Regions from separate parts of the Mus musculus genome. Here region 2 is linked to region 1. Evidence: chromatin contacts called from public promoter capture Hi-C data. All regions are on one chromosome and are shown on one strand. Each heading gives the region's core, a stretch centred on a gene start, on an enhancer-like site or on the middle of the called end of the contact. The rest is flanking DNA. Distances are from core to core; before and after follow the strand shown.

Evidence for each region. Capture Hi-C pulls out chosen DNA fragments and counts their contacts.
Region 2: a promoter capture Hi-C map of liver shows a contact between it and region 1. The contact joins two enhancer-like sites. A contact is called at or near these places in 3 of 115 datasets of contacts at active chromatin or transcription factors (the 230-238 cell line, CD8 T cells and microglia) and 2 of 9 other capture datasets (liver and pancreatic islet).

What each region holds. Positions count from the first base shown.
Region 1 is chr7:75,684,001-75,689,142 of GRCm38.p6, forward strand. It overlaps Akap13 (A kinase (PRKA) anchor protein 13), which reads left to right. Exons shown (of 37, transcript NM_029332.1): 13 at 1,117-1,309; 14 at 3,213-3,321. Among named protein-coding and RNA genes, the nearest start is that of AU020206, 96 kb to the right of the region's middle. Within about 2 kb of position 2,766, at least 115 of the 459 cell types and tissues checked have an H3K27ac peak or open chromatin away from gene starts, as enhancers often do. A contact at or near this core is called in the 230-238 cell line, CD8 T cells, liver and 1 more, where this site is marked.
Region 2 is chr7:75,785,158-75,790,299 of GRCm38.p6, forward strand. No RefSeq gene overlaps it. Among named protein-coding and RNA genes, the nearest start is that of AU020206, 5.6 kb to the left of the region's middle. Within about 2 kb of position 2,429, at least 93 of the 459 cell types and tissues checked have an H3K27ac peak or open chromatin away from gene starts, as enhancers often do. A contact at or near this core is called in the 230-238 cell line, CD8 T cells, liver and 1 more, where this site is marked.

The DNA of each region.
Region 1 (5,142 bases), core at 1,516-4,015:
CTTATGCCTGGTGTTAAAAAGAAATGGTTCCACAGACACATTTAGTTGTAGTTCATTATTGCTTCTGTTGTCATACTGAAATAAGAACAACAAATGTGTTAATAGTTTACCCACTGGAGAAAATAGGGGCATATGGCTTCAGACCATAAGTAACTTAGGGAGAAAACAATAACCCTTTGGAGCCGGCATCTATGAAGTTAATTATAGCAATTGACTGTACCGTTGTCCCAGAACAGAAGTAACTATATAGCTTCAGTATACATCCAAATAAAGTTCCAGCTGGCTGCTAATTGAAAACACAATCAGTTACAACTGTATTCTTCTTTCAAAGAAGTTCTTTCAGTGTAGTTATAGCCGATGTGTGCATTATTCTAGTTAGCAACTCCAAAGAGGGTAGACAAGATAGCCTTCTTCTTCAGCCTTATTTACAGAAAGTGACCTCAAAATCTGCACCTCAGAACTCCCTTTTAAAATTCCAAACCCTGGTACTTTTCTCAGCATTTATGCCCCAGTGTTTTATGTGTCTCTCTGCAGCCAGTAATGCTCACTAAGCCATCATCTGGCCAGGTGTGCACAGATGGTGTGCTCATTAGTGAAACCAGAGCTTTCTGGATAGAAGTGTATCCAGAAAGTTGTTAGAGTCAACCAAAATATAATTGAGTATCGTTTTATCAAGGTCCACACGGTAAGCACACAGCCAAGTCACTCACTTCCCATTCTGAAAACTCCTTGTGCTTGTGCTTTGTGACATTTGGCATTAGATGAGTCAGATTCTGGAAAAATTACTTTTATCACATCAGTGAAAGCATACACACACATAGATGATAAGATAAATATGGTCTGTACATATGGTATATTGAGAAAACAGCTGAGAAAATGATGATATCTGATTCAACATTAGATAAGTTGAATGAAGTAGGGAAATAAATGCATCTGGTGTTCTTTTTCAGCATCTAATACCACTGGGGCAAAGATGAGTGGTACTTATCTGCTCTGCCTTCTTGTAGATACTTTGAGTAGGAAACATAAAAATAAATATACAAGTTAGAGGGATATTTGTAACCTCCCATTCTGAGACCTACAAACAGTGACTGAACTATTGTGCTCTGTGTTCAGTTTCAGTCTGGAAGGCTTGACAGGAGGAGGTGTTGGAAATAAGCCATCCTCGTCTCTAGAAATGAGCTCTGCAAACTCCAGCGAGCTCAGAAACCCTTTCGGTGGTGAGGAACAGAGAAACTCTTTGATGTCACTTTCAGAAGAACATCTGGAGCCAGACCAGAGACAGCATCATAGGATGTTTGATCAGCAGGTAAGGCTAAAATAAGTATGGAATGCTGATGGGTGTGGTAGTGGAATATTACCCCCAAATATGACCTCATTTTTGTGCTTTTTATTAGTACTAGTAAATACTAGTACTTACCTATTAAATAGTATCTTCAGTTCTAGCAATAACACGCTTTTAGAACTAAACATGAATATTTAAAAATACATCAGTTGGTCTGGAGAGATGGCTCAGTGGTTAAGAACACTTACTGCTCTTGCAGAGGACTGACATTTGGTGCCTAGCACCCACATAAAGTGGCTTACAGTCATCCATGACTCCAGTTCCAAGGACCTAGTATCTTCTTCTGACCTCCAGGGGCACCAGACATGAATGTAGCATGGATACATGCATTCAGATAAAACACTCTATACAAAAATAATAATAAATATAAAATATTATTTTTTAAAAAGAATACATTAATCTATACAGATTTAAATATTCCATCACAGCAAATGTTTTAGGATTAGGAATGTATTCAGTTCATTGTAAATTGAGTTTTAAAGTATATTGCATGTCATTATTAAATTTAGCAATTTGAAAATCCATGCCCCATGGTTATTCCCTAGAGAAAATATGGTCTTTGTGTCAATCATACTGCTCAAGAAAGTCTGTTGATCCCTCCCTTACCTGTGAGAGCTTCATGCCCCTGAGAAGTTTGGCAGATGACCTTTCTTTTAGTAAATGGTACTAATTATCATTGCTATCTTTCTGACTTAATCTTTCTAGATGAAGTCAACACATCTAGATAAATATCCGCATTTTTGTACCATGGTGTGCTGTGCTGTGCTGTGCTGTGCTGTGCTGTGCTGTGCTGTGCTGTGCTGTGCTGTGCTGTGCTGTGCTATGCTATGCTATGCTATGCAATGCATAGTCCTCATAGAGCTTCCATCTTACCTTTAGTTCCTCTTGTGCACAGCCTCAGAGTGGGTGTTGTGCTGCATGTATCTTTCTGATCTAGACAAGTTGCCTGCAGTCAACTTCCTCTTAAAAGTCTGCTGTTCTCGGAGGTCATTTTTCAGACCTCACAGTTGTATTTGAAACATAGCAACTGTTTGCCTCAGATTCCATGGTTACACATGGAACAAGCTCTAAATAATCAGAAATCTCTGGCCCAAATGAGTGAGTGCATGCTAGGAGGAGACGTTCAGTATCTCAATTTGTGTGAATCAGAAAAAGGCAGATTTCATCTTGTGAGAGTATTCGAATGAGCTGTCTCAAAATGAAAGACACATGAGACCCTTATCACCAGAAGTAAAAAATGGTTGCTTCCGGGATGTTAAAAGGAGCCTCTGCTTTTGCTTGGGCTACATGGCTTTTAAAATGCTATGGATTTAAATTGCCAGTAACTACTGAGGAAGTTAAGTTACTAAATTGCAGTCACCCTGTGTTCATGTACAGTCAATCTAAGAGGAAGTGAAAGAGATTTCGCCTCTTCCCAGATGCAACGCTGCTTTGCTACTGCTCTTGAACTGCTTTCTGCTCACATCTCAGTTTCCAAGTCCTTATAATCAGAATAACAACATGTCCTATTGTCAATCTCTGAAGACAGTTTGATTTTTCAAAGCAGCAGTGCTCTATGTAATTTGGTACCTCTGATGAAGTTACTTACCAGGTTGTGTGACCAGCAAATACCTAGTGAGTTCTTACTCAATTTGAAACCTTATTAAATGCTCTGAGGGATGGAAACCCACTGTAAATGGTGAATACTCACCAGTTCCAGGAGGAACAAGGAGGCTTAGAAAGCTAAGCAGCTAAGTACCAGTTAAGTGGCAGAGGCAGACTGGATTCCACTTCTTCCTTCACTAAGTTGGGTCAATGCAAATTCTGCACGTCTATATATATGAATATGTACTTAGAACTCATCCTCCATTTTTTTTTAATTTTGTAGACATGTTACAGGTCTAAACAACAGGGATTTAACTACTGTACATCAGCCATTTCTTCTCCATTGACAAAATCCATCTCATTAATGACAATCAGTCATCCTGGATTGGACAGTGAGTATATTACTTTTTTAAAAAAATTAAGTATACCTTAACTACTTTTCTTATCAATTTTCTTATTTTGGGATCTTATTAACTTCTAAAATGTGTCTGCTTCTTCTTTGGACTGTCTTTATACTTAACCATAACTGCTAAGATATCAGTTTTTAACCCTTCCTCTTGGTATATAAAAGCCTCTTTGATGCGTACATTATATTCATTATATTGTGGAGTTTAAATATGACACTATTTTTAAAAGGATTTTTTAAATAATTTCAGACTTGAAAATGGGTAAAATGACTCTCACTGAAGAAATACCTAGCAAGAAAAGTACATGGAAAAAATATCAAGAACTTGTGCATTCTTCCCTCAAATTACCAAATGTTACAATATTTCATATTTTTCCAGAATACTCCCTTTCTTTATCACTCTCCTTCAGAGCGTAGGTTTCTGTACCCCTAAGTAATTTAATATGTCTCTTAAAAACAAAGATACCTTTCTTATTACCTGAATCAGGGGATTAATCCTGATCAAATTAATCTAATATAGACACAGTTCAGTTTTTCTCACCTTTTCCTGGGTCCAGGATCCTGTCTAAGAACAGATGTTAAAATGAGTATTTATGTCACAGTAGGCTCCTTAAATCTAGAAATATTTTTCAAGTGATCTTGCTTCTGCTGAACTTCACAGAAGACAAATTAATTCTAGCAGTCAGAAATTTCAAGCTCAAGAGACAGAGCTGAAGAACATTTTTACTTAAGTACAGGAGGATTAAATCTGAAAATGACTACTAAAACTTCATGCAAATGCAGGTCAGTTGGCTGTCGAGGGTATATTGACACGTGGGATTTATAAACACAAGGCCTGTGTGCATAAAAAATGCTTTCAAGCATTTTAATTGTATAAATATTTGTTACCAACTTATTCCCTTAAGGAACCTTTTTTTATTATTAAGATTTTTGTGTAATGTGTATGGGTGTTTTACCTGCGTTTACATCTGCACCACATGCATGCCATGCTCACAGAGTCCAGAAGAGGGCATTGGCACCTCTGGAACTGAAGTCACAGATACAGCTGTAAGTTAACATGTAGGTACTGGAAATCAAACCCAGGTTATGTGGAAGAACAGCCATTGCTCTTAACCACTGAGCCATCTGTCTAGCTCTAGGAACCTGTTTTAAAAATTGATCTTCAGTGAGTAGTTAGAGTGTGCGATCCTGGTGCAAAGATTAAATCTGAAAGGGAGTAATGCACATGGTCTTCACTACAGGGCCAGGTGTTCTGGGAACTAAGCACAAGCTCCCGGTGTCTATGGTGTTTTTGCAGCATCCTCTGAAAATTTAATTCAAAAGATCTGGAGACGAATGTAGCTGCCCTTCATTAGTGAATTCTGTCTTTCATCTTGGCTAACTGGATGTTTAATCTTAACAGATTTTCACAATAGAGTTACGGCATTAAGGATGACTCTCTAGCTGTGTAATCATGAGCACCTGCATTTGGATCCCAGTGTCTACATAGCAAGCTAGGCTTGCTCTCAGGCTTTTCTGTGACCCCCAGCATTGTAAGGGGGGTGGAGAGAGGCAAGAGGACTACTCACTGCCTTCCAGCCTGGCTAAGGAACATGAACTCCAGGTTCAAGGAGACCCTGACTCTCTTCTGGTTTCCTGTGTGTATACACCTGAACATAAATATATACACATGCATGCTTTAAGGGCAGTTGGACCTGCTGTTCAGTTCCTGTTGAGCATGTATGGGGTGCCCCCATCTCACGAGTTCTAGGATTATAGGCATACACCATCACACTCAGTTTACAGTCAGTTTTTCATAAGGTAGTTT
Region 2 (5,142 bases), core at 1,179-3,678, 100 kb after region 1:
CAAAACCATGGAGACCTGGGTTCAGACCCTCAGCATCCCTGGAAAAGCTGGGACCCTGTGTTGTGCAAAATTGACTCCAGGGTTCAGAGGTTGACTGAATAAGCCCTGTCACCCTCAGAAATGCAGAAGGGGGAGGAGCAAGCTTCACTCTTCCAGAAGTCCACAGAAGGTCATGTGAATTGGGAGGACAAAGAACCTTTCCAGAGACCCCCACGTCTGAGAGAGGTCCGTCACTCTGACAAGGACCAGAGGGACCAAAAGGGAAAGGCTCACTTTGGAGCCTAGAGAGGTTCCCAGTGTGGTTCTCTGGCTGCCTCAGTTTAGGCCTGAGCTGAGAGAGTCATAGTGATGAGGACTGTGGAACCAAAAGATGACCCACATTGTCGGAAAGTCCTCATAAACCAAGAGAACAGGTTTCCATTTCTGGCTAAGAACATGTAAAACATGAGGTATGGAAAACATGTTTTCAACCTACACTTAATTCAGGGTCCCAGTGATAAATGATTGCCCATTGCCATGCAAATATGTTTCCAACACAACTTGGCCCATAACAAAGACCACCAAACCCATGAGGTGTGACTCCCCACCAACCTAATGTAGATTCTTGATTTTACGCAGCATTTTTCTCATATTCGATTATTCCCCCCCCCCGCCCCCATAAAAGCAGATGTTTCCTGTTAACCTTATGGTTTTGCCCCATTGCTCTTGCACATCTCGAATTCAGATGAGACAGACAGCTGACAAGTCCAGAGTGCATCCTTAATAAAGCTTGTTTCAATTATTCAATCCGGGAAGTGACCGTTCTCCTCCAATGTTTGAGGCTAACAAAGAAATGTGGAAGAAGGGAGCAAAGACAGTGACAAGAAGTAGGGATGTCTCTCTAGGACCAACCCCTGCCACACCAACTCCGGTGGAGTCTGTGTGACATGCAGCACAAAGTATGTTCAGACCTGAGACGGGTGTTCCCCGGAACCCAGTCTCCCGGAGGTTACTGGCACGGAGCCGTAAAACTTGCACAGGCTCAGCAATTGCTCTTTGCGGTGGGGTGATCTGTGTTTCTTCCTTCTTCCTCATGGCCTTCTTGGTCCTTATTGCTGATTCTGATAAAAAATCATTACTACCTTGATTGATCAAGGATGGAACATTTGGGGATGTGATGAATGCATTGCAGCAACAGGAATCGTTTGTAGAAAATGCAGATGAAGTTGATGATAGTCATAGAGTTCAAGCTTGAAGGGGGCCTAAAAGTCCCATTCAGGATGAGCAAGAGTTTATTAAGAATGAGCTAGGCATTCCTGTAAGAATAGTTGTGGAAGGAAGCAGTAATTAGAGGCAGATGGTGGGCCCCTCCTATATACAGGGAACCCTATAAGTTAAGAATAACTGCAGGACCTTTACCTTATACAGGGGCCTATGATGAGAATGAAGATAGATGGCTAAATATTAATGGAGAGAGAATTTTATACTATACATTAAATTTTATGGAGTGACTTGCCAGAGAGCAAGGCCTCCTTGGTGTGTGATGACAAACAGAGGTCAGAGAGCAATCATAAGGCAAATACATAGCTATTGGAGAAAATATAAGGGCCTGTTCTCTAAAGAGGGTTTGATAGAAGCAGTCACAAAATTTCCAAATTGGCCATGTAAGACCCCAACTCCTATGTGTTTCTTAGGCCCCTAGAAATGAAGCCCAGCATGGGGTTCTTTGTTCTTTTCTCCTCAGCCTGAAAGAAAGGTGACTGCTGGGTGACCCACCCAGGCATTTGACCCTTTGTGGAAAGGGACCAAGAATGTTTCACACAACCTCCCCTGTCTGTCTCTGTTATCTAATCTTCCCCTCACTTTCCCAGAGAGGTGAGCTGTAATTCACCATCCCTGGTTTTTACAATGTTTACACAACTTCCCCAGCCTCTGTGATCTAACCCTCCCCTCACTTTTTGGGAGAGAGCTGTAATTCACCATTCCCCCCCCCCCCCCCCCCCCGTTGTTGTTTTTTTTTTTTTTTTTTTTTTTACGATGTTTAACCTATCCTTCCCTCACTTTACAATTCATTCTTTAAAAACCCTGGACTGCAATTACTGGGGGTTGATCTCCTCTGCCCCGGTGTGGGTTACAAGCTCAGCCTCAGTATGCTGATAATATTTGAATAAACCTCATGCAATATTGCATCAAGAACGGTTTCTCTCAAGTATTGGGGCATTGGCTCATCCCGGGACTAGAGCGAGGGTCTCCCCAGAAACGGGGGAGGGGGGGGTCTTTCAGCCAGAAGGCCCATAGAATTGTGAAGTTGGTATAAGTTAAAGTTAATCTTCTGACTGTATTTTGTAAGCCTCGGCTGGCAAAATTCTAAGAATAGGCTGACCACTGTCTGGGTGTCAAGATATTTCTCAAGAACTGCTTCCTGTTTGATAGTTTTGGTTTCAAGATAACTTGTTAATGTTTATCACTGGGGTATGAGATGCTCCATGTAATGGCCTGTAAGCCAAACACTGTGCTCCTCATTGAGTGTACATAACCTCAGCTGATAGCAAAGCAAATCACAGCAGCTCCCTATTCAGGCCCCACTGTCTGAAGTTCCACCATCTCCAGGGGTCTGTTCTGACTCTGACTCTCTCACCTCACTTTCCTCCTGAGTTCTTGGAAAAGCAAGGTCTGTTTTTTTCTTTGTTCTTCCCTCAGCAAAGTAGGAACTCATCACACTGTTCTCTGGAGCAAGTGTTTGTAAGTTCAGTCTAAAGTCCTGTGTGGCTGCAGGACACATGGAAATACCAAATTCAGTCTTGCACTGGGCATGAGTCCTTGGTTATTTCTAGCAGTTTCTAACAGCCAAGGATTGAGAAAGCTGGCAGGAATTGGGTTAATAATGGTCACTACTGAATAATGATCACAGTCCTGATGAGGAGGACGGAGACTGTGAAGACTCACCTGTCCTCAGGTCTGTGCCCGACTCCTTAGTCTCTGGTACCCACCCTAGGGACAGAAGAATCACATCCCTGAGCATCAGCATAAAGCACATTTCTGTCATCTGGAGGGGGTGGCAGAGAACATCTCCCCCGTGTGGCATGACTGAGGCAGATTGCCAGTAGGACTGGATGGTGGAGGAAAGAGAGTGGGGCTTGGGATGTGCATGGCTCCAGAGAACCCTGACTCATTCTCTGAGGTTGAAAACAGAGAAGAGAAAAGAAAGACTGAGGAGATTCTCAAAATTCCTTTAAGAGAATCCAGGAGCGTTCATGCAGGGTTTGTGCTCTTTCAAGCTAGCTCAGTTCCCACCATCTCAAGTAATCCACACGCTGTGGATCCCAGCCAGTTCCTAACCTGGAGGCCCACTTCTGGCTTCTACCATTTACTAGGCAGACCATCAGAGGTGGGCAACCTCCCAGCAGTGCTCAGAAGACCTGATGCCCAGGTGCCTATTGCAGGGCTTCCTAAGTCTTTGCCTCGAGTCCTTCCTTCTCATCTGAGAAATGTTTACATGACCACAGATGTTTCATTTCCTGTGGCTGTGGTAAAACACCCTGACAAATCAACTTAGGGGAAACGGGCTTATTTATACTCGGTTGCAGATTACAGTCCATCATGGGGGAGTAGAAGCTTGGGAGAGCTGGCCACACTTCTGCAGTCAAGAGTAGAGAGCAGTGAGTTCAGGTTTGCATGCCCACTACTGCCTCTTCATACAATCCGGGACCCAAACTCAGGGAGGAAAAGTGTCTCCCACTGTTAGGGCCCCCACATCTATTAAGGTTATCAGTATCCTCTCCACACAGACCTGTACACACAATATCTCATCTAGGCAATCCCTGGTTGACACCCTCTTCTCAGATGACTCTAGATTGTGTCAACTTGATATTCAAACTAAAGCTCACGCTAGGTACAGAGATCTATAAAACAGGTAGGTAAAGCAAACACTTACTGACAGTAGATCATAAATAATTTCTTTTAAACAACTCTTTGGTGTGCACGTAATTGTGCTGTTTATTAAAGCTGAATACAAATGTTTGTACCTGTGAGATAGATGTGCTGTTTGTCTGACACAACCCAATCTAACCTTAGACATCTCTGATAGCTACACACTGTATAGTCAGGTCCTCCAGAGGAACACACGGATAGGATGAGTATAGGGGTTAAAAGAATTTATCTGGGGACGGAGAGATGGCTCTGTAGTTAAGAGCACTGGCTGCTCTTCCAGAGGACTTGGGTTTTGATTCCCAGCACCCACATGGTGTTCACCACCGTCCCTAACTCTAGTTCCAGACAGTCTGCCATCCTTTTCTGGCCTCCACATACATTGTGCACTGACCACGTCAGCTCAGTCAGTCAACAGGTTCTCCAGCCCAGGAGTGAGGATTAAAAAGAAAAAAACACAATTAGACAACATTATAGTATGGTCCCAGCTAGTTCTGAGGCTGAGGCAGGTTTATTTTTTCCCAATCTGCTTGGTTTTTTTTTTTTTTTTTTTTTTTTTTTGGAGACAGGGTTTCTCTGTAAAGCTCTGGCTGTCCTAGAGCTCACTCTGTAGACCAGGCTGGCCTCGAACTCAGAAATCCACCTGCCTCTGCCTCCTGAGTGATGGCATTAAAGGCGTACGCCTCCGCCACCACCACCGCCCAGCTCCCAATCCGCCTTTAAAGGTAATAAACAAAGTACCCTGATCACTCCCATGATAGCTGTTTCTAAGGTCTCCTCAGGTTGATCAAAACATCTGAGCCTCCTTTTTTGTTCTACCCTAAAAATAGATTCCTGTCTGAACTTACTTTCTCTTTCTAGCCTAAAATTAGATTCCTGCCTGAAGTCCATTTCCTTGTCCATGGCCAAAGTCAGATTCCTGCCAAGCTGCCCCCAAAGCTCCTCATAGTATGCACACAGCACAGATATACAAGCAAGGGAAACACCCATACACATAAAGCACAAATAAAAGTCACAAACCGGGCAGTGGTGGCACACGCCTTTAATCCCAGCACTCGGGAGGCAGAGGCAGGCAGATTTCTGAGTTCGAGGCCAGCCTGATCTACAAAGTGAGTTCCAGGACAGCAAGGGCTAAACAGAGAAACCCTGTCTCGAAAAAAAAAATTAACAACCGTGTCTCATACCTGAGAGGAAGAGAACTTGGTGGTCTCTAGGATCTTGGGGCAGGGAGCCTCA